Linked DNA regions of Muntiacus reevesi: region 2 is linked to region 1. The links are chromatin contacts, called in public Hi-C maps. All regions are on one chromosome and are shown on one strand. Each heading gives the region's core, a stretch centred on a gene start, on an enhancer-like site or on the middle of the called end of the contact. The rest is flanking DNA. Distances are from core to core; before and after follow the strand shown. Region 1 holds the start of INSIG2 (insulin induced gene 2). Region 2 holds the start of DDX18 (DEAD-box helicase 18).

Region 1 (5,654 bases), core at 125-2,624:
ATAAATATTTAAACTAAAACAAAAGCCTCTCCAGGATAAAATTTTCCATAAGCAATTTCTTGAAGACAATTTTGAAGTGTTTGAAAAAGGCAAAACCTTGATGAATAGGACTCATGCTGCTTTAAAGAGGGCCCCAGATGTAAGGACATTTTGAAGTTACTGTCTCTTTTCTGGGTGCTTTTCTCTTTTCTTTTAAAAATTGCTCATCCATTCAGTATAATTCACCCTTATCCATTTTTTTTTTCCCTACTGGTAGTGTGAAAACCTACAGGAGAATTTACCACCTTTAGGAAACATTAGAGAAAATAAGAAAGGCCATAGAGAAAATAAGAAAGGCCATGTAAATACTTGCTTAGGTGTATTCTGGTGCAAATTTAATGACGCCTTCAAATTTTTCAGAAATAAACGTATCCATAAAAAGGTCAGAAACATAGTAAGTATCATTAATCAGCTCAAAGTAAAAAAAAAAAAAAATACAAAGGAATTTCACCAATTAACACTCCTTTGCACAGCTCTTAAACAATAATTCGAGGCCCAAACTTCATGTAAAAAACTTTCCACAAGAACATTGTAACCTGACCACAATCATATTATGATACTACTTCTGACAAATAAAAGGCTGTAATTTCTCTACTTTGCATTTTCCTCTTAGTAGTTTGTATTGTACTTCGCAAAATCTACTTCGCTGTAAACCTCAAAAACTCTTCCTATGAAAACTGTCCCCAAACCGCTTTACCTGGTCAAACTTGGGGAACGATTATTAATGAATGCCGCATAAAGTGCTGTGGGATGGAGAAGAGAGAATTATCAATTATGCTCTCTCCCCAAAGAAGTAATGACTTTAGAAGGGAACGAAAAAAGGTAAAGAATAAAGGTCGGCGAAATCACAAAAGATACTGTCAGCATCCCTAGCAGGGGGACCAGCGACCCTGCGCTCCAGAACTCCGGTTTCAGCTCGGAGCAGAGAGACGCGCCAAGGGTCTGCGTGAGTAGCTGCGCGATTCTCTGGCACCGCCCACAGGGTCTGGGCAATCCTCACAACCCACGGCTGCCCGGTCAGCAAACAACAGCTGATCTGGTAGCCTCCACCAATCGACAGTCCACGCCTACAGGTGCCACTACCCCCGTGGAGACCGGAAGTTCTTTTGCCCCGGCTCTCCGGCCTTCCACCTGGCGCCTGTGGGAACCGGAAGTTATTCTGCCCCGATCGTCTGAGCGTCTGAGCGTCGACCGCACAGGCGCAGTGGAGCGCGGGCGGAGTTGTGGGAGGGGAGAAGGAAGCGGCGGAGGGGGGCGGGGGCCGGTCCCAGAAGATGGCGGAGGCGGGGGTGAGTTGGGGTCCCCTGGGGAAGCGCCGGTGACTTGATGCTGAGGAAAAGAGCCTGAGGAAAGGGGTGCCGTCGGGGAGAGGAATCGCTTGCATTTTTGCAACCTGGGAACCCTCCTGGCAAGTGTGAGGAGCCAGGACCACAGATGGGGCCTGAAGGACGAGGGGCTCCGCTTACCTGGAGGAGGGTCGGCGAGATCCGGAAGGGGACGGCTGGGTCAGGGAGAGGGCCTAGGAGAGGCCGAGACTCCCTGGACAGTGGAAGAGTGCCCGGGCGGAAAGAAGGCAGGCGGACGGCGGGAAGGGCGACCCCGGAGATTTGAAGGGGTAGGGTCGGCGAGCTGTCAAGCTGAGAGCTGTCAGGACTTGGTAGGCTCGTAGCCAAGGAGACCAGACTCAGGTTTAGGAGGGGAAAGGATCTGGAAAGGTTGGTATTGTATTGATAGCACGCTTATAATCCGCCAAAAGGTTTGTAGATATTGGGTTGAGGAGTGGGACTTTGGCATTTTGGATTTTAATTGGAGACCTCTGGAGTAGGTGTGAGGGAAAGCCAAAGAGAACTCTTGCCAGGACCTAGAAGTCAGTTGGTGATAGTTTCCGAGATTTTAGGCTTGGTCACTGAAAATTGGCAATCTGGAAAAGGAAAGCAGTGTGGGTATAATGGGGGACGAGGGGGAAAGGGTGCTAAAACTTAAGTGACAACGACCCGTGTTCAGTTAGCATTGGCAAAAAGTTAGTGAAGTATGGCGTTAGCTAGATAGTCTAGGAAAATATACCAAGGAGAGCTGACTATTCTGTAGGGTTATTGAGGAAATGCTTCAAGAAGGAATGAATAGTCCTGACAGCTGGGCCACTGAGACTGGCAGGGATCAGTATTGCAGTGGAACTGAGGGTTGCAGGGAAGTCAGGCTCCAGCCTTGGGTTCGGGAGAAGTGAAGGCAGCCTGGCAGTGGCCAGCTTGTATCTTCTCATTGTGGGATTTGGCCTTGATAGGGAACAGTTGAGTGAAAATGAATGGAGGGACCCCATTAATATCCCCCCTCCTTTCCCCCCTTAATAGCCATGTACTCTTCCTGTTCCCTCTTTCTCTGGACAATAGGTTGAGTAGTGTTTTGTTACAGTTCTCAGTACATATCTGATATAAAGTGACCAAGCTATGAATCATGTATGTTTATTTGGGAAAAGAGGTTAATTCTTTTTAAACTGACAACTGTTGCTTCTACAAATGGCGGAAAGAAGTTCAGTACTTTAAGGACAGAGCTTATCTGCTTATTTGCATTGTTATCAGAAAATTATTCTGAAATGATGGAGTAACCTTTTTATGGACTGAGATTTGTTATTTAAAAGCAGGAATGGGATGCAAATATTGCTTAATAGTTTCTGTGTTTGGATTTTAATGTTGATAGGAAAGATGAGCTGCAGGGTCTTCAAGGCCAACATGTTTTTCTTCCTAGAAGTTCTTAGTGTCCGTAGCCTATGAATCACATCTGTATGCTTTTTTTTTAAAGGAGAGTTTCATTGATTTGTGTTTTTCCTAATTGTGACATTTATTCTATTCTGAGAATGCCTTTGTAATTACTAGAGCATAGGATAAGAAAGTGGAAGGTAGTAATTTAATTTTATTATTTAGTAACCTTTCTGACCTAAGTACCTGAAGAGACAGGGTAATAAACACACTTCTGTGACTGCTCTTCCTCTGAAGACTAATGATCTTGTTTGGTTTTGAGGGTGTTGCAATTGTTAAAATACAATTGATTCTTAATCGGTTCTTCAGAAGATTTTTTTTGTGTATTTGTTTTCAAATGCCTATTGCCCGGATGTGTTTTCAGTGGCAAATGTAAACTTTGATTTTCATCCACAAAGCGGAGAATCAGTTACAACACTGTTTTATTTATCTGATGGTAATAATAACCCATTGATTGGCAGCCATAGACTGGGAGTAATGTTTCCCAATTTTGATGATTTGTTATTGATCTATCCAAACTATTTGAACTATTTTTCTTTTTGTTCAGTAATGTACTCTATAGAAAGTGTAGGTCAGGAGCTTAAAGTAGAATTTTTCATGTTCTGTGGTAGTTTCTTCTTTGTCAATTTTTGGGGAAAAAAAGTTTTTTTTTTTCCTTAAAAAATGGCTTTAAAAATTATTTCTTGTGTGGCACTAAATTGTTTTTGTATGCTGTTTTTAGAAAAGGCAATTGTGCTGGAAGCACTCTGGACAGGGAGCCAGCAGCCAGCGTGCTTGGGGCCAGTCCAGGTACTACCTGGCAACAGTTTTATACTTGCAGAAGGTTGCTTAACCTATGCTATTTTGTAAAATAGAAAAGGTTAAGGATTTAAAAACACCTGCCTACTTACTAGGATTATTGTTGAGGATCTATTGAGGTATTATCTTTTAAGTGGTATTTTTATACCGGAGACTTCTTGATCAGAAAGATATTTCTTCGGTAACCTAAAGTTTTCAAATATAGGTGTTTAAAAATTTTTTCAGAATCGAATTTATCATTGATGTAATAGTAACATTTAAAGATATAGATACACTTTAGGAAGATATGATCAATCCATAATCAGAAAACCGAACTTTAAAATGTGTTTTAAAAAGTAATAAAACATTATTAAGGATACTTATTTCAAGAGCTTTCACTTTAAAATAACCTACTCCCCTAAAGAGTGACTATTATAAACATGCTTTTTTGGGAACTTAATTGTTGTGTAGTAGGGGGTGTTGAATGTTTTATCCCTTTGATGAGTCAGTCTGGCCATTTCTAGGAGTTATACTTGTTTGTCATAGGAAGATCTGGTATATACTTTCTTGATCTTGTCACTTCACTTAACCACTTTGGGTCTCATTTGCTTTGCCAGGAAACTGTTAGATCACTGATCCTTAACTTCTTTTGGATCATGGTTTGTTTTTTTTTTTGAGAACTTAATGTAAAAATGTCCAAACTCTCTTCTCAGAAGAATGCTTATATGCACAACTTCTTTGCTTTTGTTTTGCATCAGACTTAACATACCCCCTGAAATAGATGAACTCCCAGTTCCCTTCCATTTCTTAAATTCTAGGATAGTGTGATTCTAAAGCATTTTAACTTTTATTTTTGTCTCCAGAAATTATATGCTATTGTATTATTATGTAGTCACAAAATTAGCTTTTTGGTCTTAAAAAAGTAGCTGGAAAAAACTTTTCAAATAAACATCAGACCAGTGTTGTGTTATTTAAAAAAAAAAAAAAATACTTTCGTGGTGAAGTAGGAAACTATAAACAAGCACTTTCAGGAAAGATTGAATAAACAGCTGTGGCAGAATAACATAAATAGTGTAGAAAGTCTCTAGCAGCCTTGAAATAGAATGAGGAAGGAGTCTGGCAGTCAGTGGCTCTCGGTGGGAGCGCCTTGCTTCCCTGTGGGTGTTTGGGTGGTTGGAGATACGTAAGGCCACTTTTAGTTTTCTCCAGGTGGGGAGGGGGCATGCGCTGGCATTTGGTGGGCACGAGCCAGGGTTGCTCAATGTTTTGTAATCCTGAGGGCAGTTCCAAGCAACCAGAAATTGTCCTGCCCCGTCCTGTCCTGCTCTTTGACGTAAACTGGTGAGTGATGTGAGATGGGGTGTACTACACCAGAAACAGCTTTTGAAAACTGAAGCTATTTTGTTCTTTTAAAAATATTATTCGACATAAAATTCCCTCTTTGGAAAAATTCAGACAGAAATAAGTGATTTACTAGAGCAGTTGGGTTACTGAAAATGTGTAATTACTCTTAGTGCACTAGTAGCTGTTTTAACAGCAGAAGGCAGGGGGTATTGTATCTACTGAAGTTTGGGAAATGAAGAGTTGACTGTTGTTTGAATATTGTATGAAGTTGGCCATATGATTTTTTTCTTTAAGACATCTTTTTACTCCTTGATCTGATACTCTTAAAGAAAATCACAAGGTGTTTGTACATTTATTCTTATGATCTTCCTACTTGGATATTAATTGACATTAATAATGTCATTTTATCATTAATGCAGAGAGCTGACTCATTTGAAAAGACCCTGGTGCTGGGAAAGATTGAGGGCAGGAGGAGAAGGGGATGACAGAGGATGAGATGGTTGGATGGCATCACTGACACAATGGACATGAGTTTGAGTAAACTCCGGGAGTTGGTGATGGACAGGGAGGCCTGGCGTGCTGCAGTTCATGGGGTCGCAAAGAGTCGGAAACAACTGAGCAACTGAACTGAACTGAACTGAATGTCATTAGAATGTTTACAGTTGAGATTGTTTTCCAGTGTCTGTCCATCTTTTCAGTAACCAAATCCCCTTCTGTAAGAGATGTGCCAAAAAAGAAGTC
Region 2 (5,604 bases), core at 1,767-4,266, 260 kb before region 1:
TGAGCATTTCCATGCACTTGAAGGGAAGATGAAAGCTATATTAGTTGTTGCATCAACTAGCAAGGGAGGGATTTGAAAATCCCTCAAGTGATTTTCCCAGTCACAGACCCAATATTCAGGTGTGTAATCAAGTAAGTATATGTGTGTGTGTATACACAGAAACAGATACGTATGTATATAGATTCTGTGCTCTTTTATATCATGGTCAGATTCAACCACAAGAGGAGACACAGGAGCGGGTCAAGAAAACAAACGTTATTGTACTCACTGGTACTAGAATCAGGAGGTACGCCAGACCATGCAGGGCCACACGGGAAAGGACCAGCGCCCCACACAGGCAGAAGCAGCAGGCCAAAGGGAGGGTGTCGGCCACAGTCTTCACTGGTTGTTCTTCAGGAAAAGCCTGGCAATGCAAAATAAACAGTTTGCAGTTGACTGGTTTGGATAATCTAATCAGATGTAAGCTGTAGCAGGGGCTTCCCAGCTGGCTTAACAGTAAAGAATCTGCCTGCCTTGCAGGAGGCACGAGTTCAATCCCAAGGTCGGGAAGATCCCTGGAGAAGAAAATGGCAACCCACCCCAGTATTCCTGCCTGGAGAATCCCATGGAGAGAAGAGCCTGGTGGGCTACAGGCCACGGGGTTGCAAAGAGTCAGACACAACTGAGTGACTGAGCATGCACGTACACAATCTATGGGAGTGGCCCCTAGTTGCTTGGAGCCTGGCTCTGGGATGGTTAAGGTAGAGAAATATTGTCTCCAGGGGGTACACAAGCCAGATGGAAGAAGTAGAGCTCTGCATTAGTTAGTTTGCATGTTATAGGCATGCTCTTGGCTAAGTCCTTTGCTATATCTCTAAAAATTGGCTAGTCCCCAAAGGAGCAATCTGTTCAGTCAGAAAAGGCTTTTTAATATGTCAAAACTTCATAATATACAAAAAAATAAAATATAAACAGTATAATATATATATATGAATATATTTAAACTAATACACATCTATATAAACTGCCATATGCAGGGTAAGGGAGTCAGAGAAGGCGAGGTTCAGAAAAAGAACACGCCCAGCACTTTACAGGACCAGATCACCTTTAATGAGGCCAGAAGGGGCCGCATTAATGAGCTGCTGCACTAACCCAAGAAAAAAGTATATATAGGCATATATGTGGAAATCCACTGTCTTCAGGGGGCCCGTTCTTCTCCAAGGTTGTTCGGATTAGTTCTCTCTCAAATGGCTGGGGCAAGGGATTCTGGAGATCCACCACAGGCTGGACAGGCTGGGAGCTGGGTGTAATCAACCTTAATGTCCATTTTTTTCTTCAGGTGAGAGAGTTCGTTGTTTTGCATAGAATGGTGGGGAGGACTGAGAGGGGGTTATTTTGAGCTGTGTAACTTTCCTTCACTATATATATATGTATGTATACATATATATATGTAAACTGAGACATGTGTGTGTATATATCTGTGTGTGTGTGCCAGTTTAAATTTCTGATTCATTCTTTAACCTGCCTAATCAGTAACAACTTAAGCACATCATGGGTTGCTGTTGTTTTCTAGTCCAATTCAATTCAATCTGATTTCTCAATTTGTTTACATTCTGTTTGAACTCCCTCCCAAGTTTTCTTCCTCTCCCTTCTTCCCTATAATTATGTCTAATCCCTACTAGCTCAGGTCCTGCCACTCCACCAAACAAATGATTCTAGCTTTCATTCAGCTCAGTTTAGTTGCTCAGTTGTGTCTGACTCTTTGCAACCCCATGAATCGCAGCACACCAGTCCTCCCTGTCCATCACCAACTCCCATCGAGTTGGTGATGCCATCCAGCCATCTCATCCTCTGTCGTGCCCTTCTCCTCCTGCCCCCAATCCCTCCCAGCATCAGGGTCTTTTCCAGTGAGTCAATTCTCCCAATGACGTGGCCAAAGTACTGGAGTTTCAGCTTCAGCATCAGTCCTTCCAATGAACACCCAAGACTGATCTCCTTTAGGATGGACTGGTTGGATCTCCTTGCAGTCCAAGGGGCTCTCAAGAGTCTTCTCCAACACCACAGTTCAAAAGCACCAATTCTTCAGCACTCAACTTTCTTTATAGTCCAACTCTCACATCCATACATGACTAGACGGACTTTTGTTGGCTTTCATCAACTCTTCCAATTATTGTTCAACTCAAACTGATTATTGCCAAGAGGAATTTGAGCCCATTAAGACCAATTTTTAGAGAAAAAATATGAATTTCTCCATGAATTAGCCCCAATTTTTAATGTTAGTAACCTTTTTTTTTTAATGTACCTCCTCTACACACACACACACACACACACACACACACACACACACACACACACACACACGTCTACTAGCCAATCAGATTGTAATTTCTGTTCAGCACTTCTAAAGGGTCTGTGCGTGTAAGCTTTGAGGGTTTTAAACCTGAAATTTTCAAACTGCAGCCAATCAATTAGTAGAGCAGTAGAATCAATTTTAATGCACACTAATCAGAATATTTAATGGACTCAGGATTTAGGATGGGATGAGTGGTATCAAAGTAAAAACATAAGAGTGAAACGAGTTAGATTGTTTGGAGAATGTTATATGTACATTGCTGGGTAGCAAGTGACATAGAAAGTGAGTGTATTTCTCACCAAGGAGAGTGGTCAACAAGTTTGGAAACACTTATGCGTGAGACTTAGGTATTACTCGATTTAAATCGTCCAGAATCCGAAAAGAATAGGAACAGAATGGAGAATGTAGACTCCCTATGGCCTTGATTCTTCACTCTTCGCCCAGGGAAGCGAAAACAAAGTCAAGTAGCCGGGGTGCGCGCTACTGGCTCGGATACAATGGGAACCCCGTGCGGGGCCGCGCCTCTTTTCCCCGAGAGGGCGCCACACAGAATCCTTTCTCCACAAGTGTAGGACGGCGCGCGCGCCCGGAAGCATTTCCACCCGGGACCCATTTCCTCTACGCACCAGGGGTGGTCCCATGACGCATTTCCGGCTGGCCGCACTGCGCACGTGTGACTCAAGAGGAACTAACGTCACTTGGGAGAGCCGAAAAGCTGGGCCGTGGCGCCGCGTTGAAGGCCCTTTACCGGCAACATGTCTCATTTACCGATGAAACTTTTACGCAGGAAGATCGAGAAGCGGAACCTCAAATTGCGACAACGAAACCTGAAGCTCCAGGGTGAGATGCGCTGAACCTCTCGGCGGCCCGGGTTGCGGAGGGAGCCGGCACGTGGGCCGAGGCCCGCTCCGGCACCGAGCGGCGCTGCTGACTACGAGTGGCGCTGGCAGCTTCCCCCAGAGCACGCGTGCTTGGGGAACGGGGACAGGCAACCCGGGGCAGCCTCCATTCGGGCCCAGCGCAGGTGCCGACGCCGCGTTGCCCCAGATCTGCCCCTGACCTTTCAACAGCAGTTTCTCCTTTCAGAACACGGACAGGACCCCGGCTGATTTTCTTTCCAGCTGTGCTTCTAGCTGAACAAGGCTGCCCCACTTCCACCCTCCCTATTCCGACTCCTTCACGGTCTCTAGGGTCCACCTCATCCCCAGCCCCCATCTCCCAGCAGACACGTGGGACTTTCTCATCCCCGCGCATCTTCCATTCACATCATCTATCTCGTGTGTGTATCGTTTCAAAACAAGCTGGGTGTCACTCATTTCACAGACATACCTGGTACCCTTGTTTTCGCCTACCTACCTGCACTCTTGTCTCGACTCCTGCAGAAGTTCATCTCCTAAAGTGTCTCATGAACGGTCATAGGCGTGATGCATTTGCTCGTGCCGTCTTCCCGTCTTCCCTAACTTCAAATTATACATTTCTTAGGAGCTTCTGCGTATTTGTGTCCAGAACAAAGACTATTGAAAAGCATTTTACCTGAATGTCACTTTACCTGCCTCGGTTGCAGTCCTAACTTTCTTACGGTGGAGCAGACATCCTGAAGTTAGTTATGTTAGCCTTTTTTTAGGTCCTGTATAACAGCGGTCCCTAACCTTTTTGGCACCAGGAACTGGTTTCATGAGAGACAGTTTTTCACGGTGAGGGGTGGGGGGAGGTGGAGGCGGGCGGTCCGAATGATTCAAGCCCGAATTACATTTATTGCGCACTTTATTTCTGTTATTGTTATATCAGCTCCCACCTCTGATCATCAGGCATTAGATCCCAGAGGTTGGGGACCTCTGCCCTGTTAGACTTAAGACCCACCCCCTAGGGCAGTGTTGGAGGCATACTGCCTTACACTAGTTGATTTTCTACAAAGATGAGTTGATTGAAAGAAATCCTGGAGGAGGGAACAAGTGTGTGAATTTTAGGAATGTTTTTGAAGTTCTCTAGTGTTTACATTTCCTATGGAATAACAAAGCATTGCTGACTTCTTGGTAGTTTAAGGTAACAAAAGATGGTACTCTGTCAATGTATAAACAGAAACTTGTAAAACATTGTTAGGCATTTATATACAATAAATATCAAGGCAAATAAGTAGTTTCATGAACAGAATTTTCAATTCACTGACATCTAAGAAAGTAGATTTATCAAATACCTAATGTGTATGTTTTTTAAGTACCGTTGTTTGGCCCCATAGGTTTCTTCTTTAAGACTTTTAACTCCTTATGAACAGAGAGATGGTTTTCTGAAGTTAAAAAATCAATGCCATGTTCTCTCCCTGTTTTTAATTTACTTGTCCTGCAGTGAAACACTGTAAAATTGGAACTCATTTTAATGTTCATAACAGGGAAGTAAAAGCTAGATCATTTCAGTACTGGAAGCCACGGCATTTCGTTAGGGATTCCAGGGTTTCTAAGCAAGCCTCTCCTTTGTCACAATGTTTTCTGTTTTTAAACAGGTGCCTCAGCTGTGAGTCTGTCAGAAATTCAAAATGGAGATGTGTCTGAAGAAACAGTGGGAGATGGAAAAGTTAAAAAGTCCCTAAAGCAGTCTGTGAATGTGGGCTTGTCAGAAGGCCAAAATGGAGATATAGCTAAACAAACAGTAGGAAGCAGAAAAGTCAAAAAATCCCTGAAACAACCTATGAGTGCTGGGTTGTCAGAAGCCCAAAATGGAGACATATCTGAAGAAGCAGGAGTAGGTGGAAAAGTAAAAAAGTCCCGAAAACAGTCTATGAATGGAAACTTGTCAGAAGCCAACAATGGAGACCTATCTAAAGAAGCCATGGAAAATGTCAAAGTTAAAAAATCCATGAAAGAGTCTGTAAATACAGACATGTCAGAAGCCCCAAATGGAGATGTATCTAAAGAAACAGGGGAAAATGTCAAAGTTAAGAAAGCCTCCAAGAAATCTGCCACGTTGACCAGCGGAGAAGCAGCAATGCAGTGTCCCAATTCAGAATCAAAAAAGAAGAAGAAGAAGAAAAAGAGAAAAATAGTGGATGATGCGGGGCCTGGTATGTACTTTTTCTTTTTTTAACTTAAGCCATTAAGTTTTTCAAGTTATCATTCTGCCTTTCTTCTCTGAATAAATGGAACATTAATTCCCTAGTGAGTAGAATGTCCAGGATGGGGGAAGAGGGGTACTTTCATTTAGAAGATCATTGGACTGAATAAGTTTAGTGAAAGAAGAGGCATTTTAGTTGAACTGTGAGCAGGCAGAGATTTCAGGGG

The links. Hi-C and Micro-C count contacts between places; a contact is called where the count stands out from the background.
Region 2: a contact with region 1 is called in a Hi-C map of muscle, with 15 times the contacts expected there. The contact joins the promoter of DDX18 here to the promoter of INSIG2 in region 1. A contact is called at or near these places in 2 of 3 Hi-C or Micro-C datasets (blood and muscle).

The regions. Positions count from the first base shown.
Region 1 is chr3:203,374,207-203,379,860 of mMunRee1.1, reverse strand. INSIG2 (insulin induced gene 2) reads left to right here and starts at 1,374. Exons shown (of 6, transcript XM_065931404.1): 1 at 1,374-1,654.
Region 2 is chr3:203,632,783-203,638,386 of mMunRee1.1, reverse strand. It overlaps DDX18 (DEAD-box helicase 18), which reads left to right and starts at 3,016. Exons shown (of 14, transcript XM_065931406.1): 1 at 3,016-3,172; 2 at 4,830-5,387. The coding sequence starts at 3,088.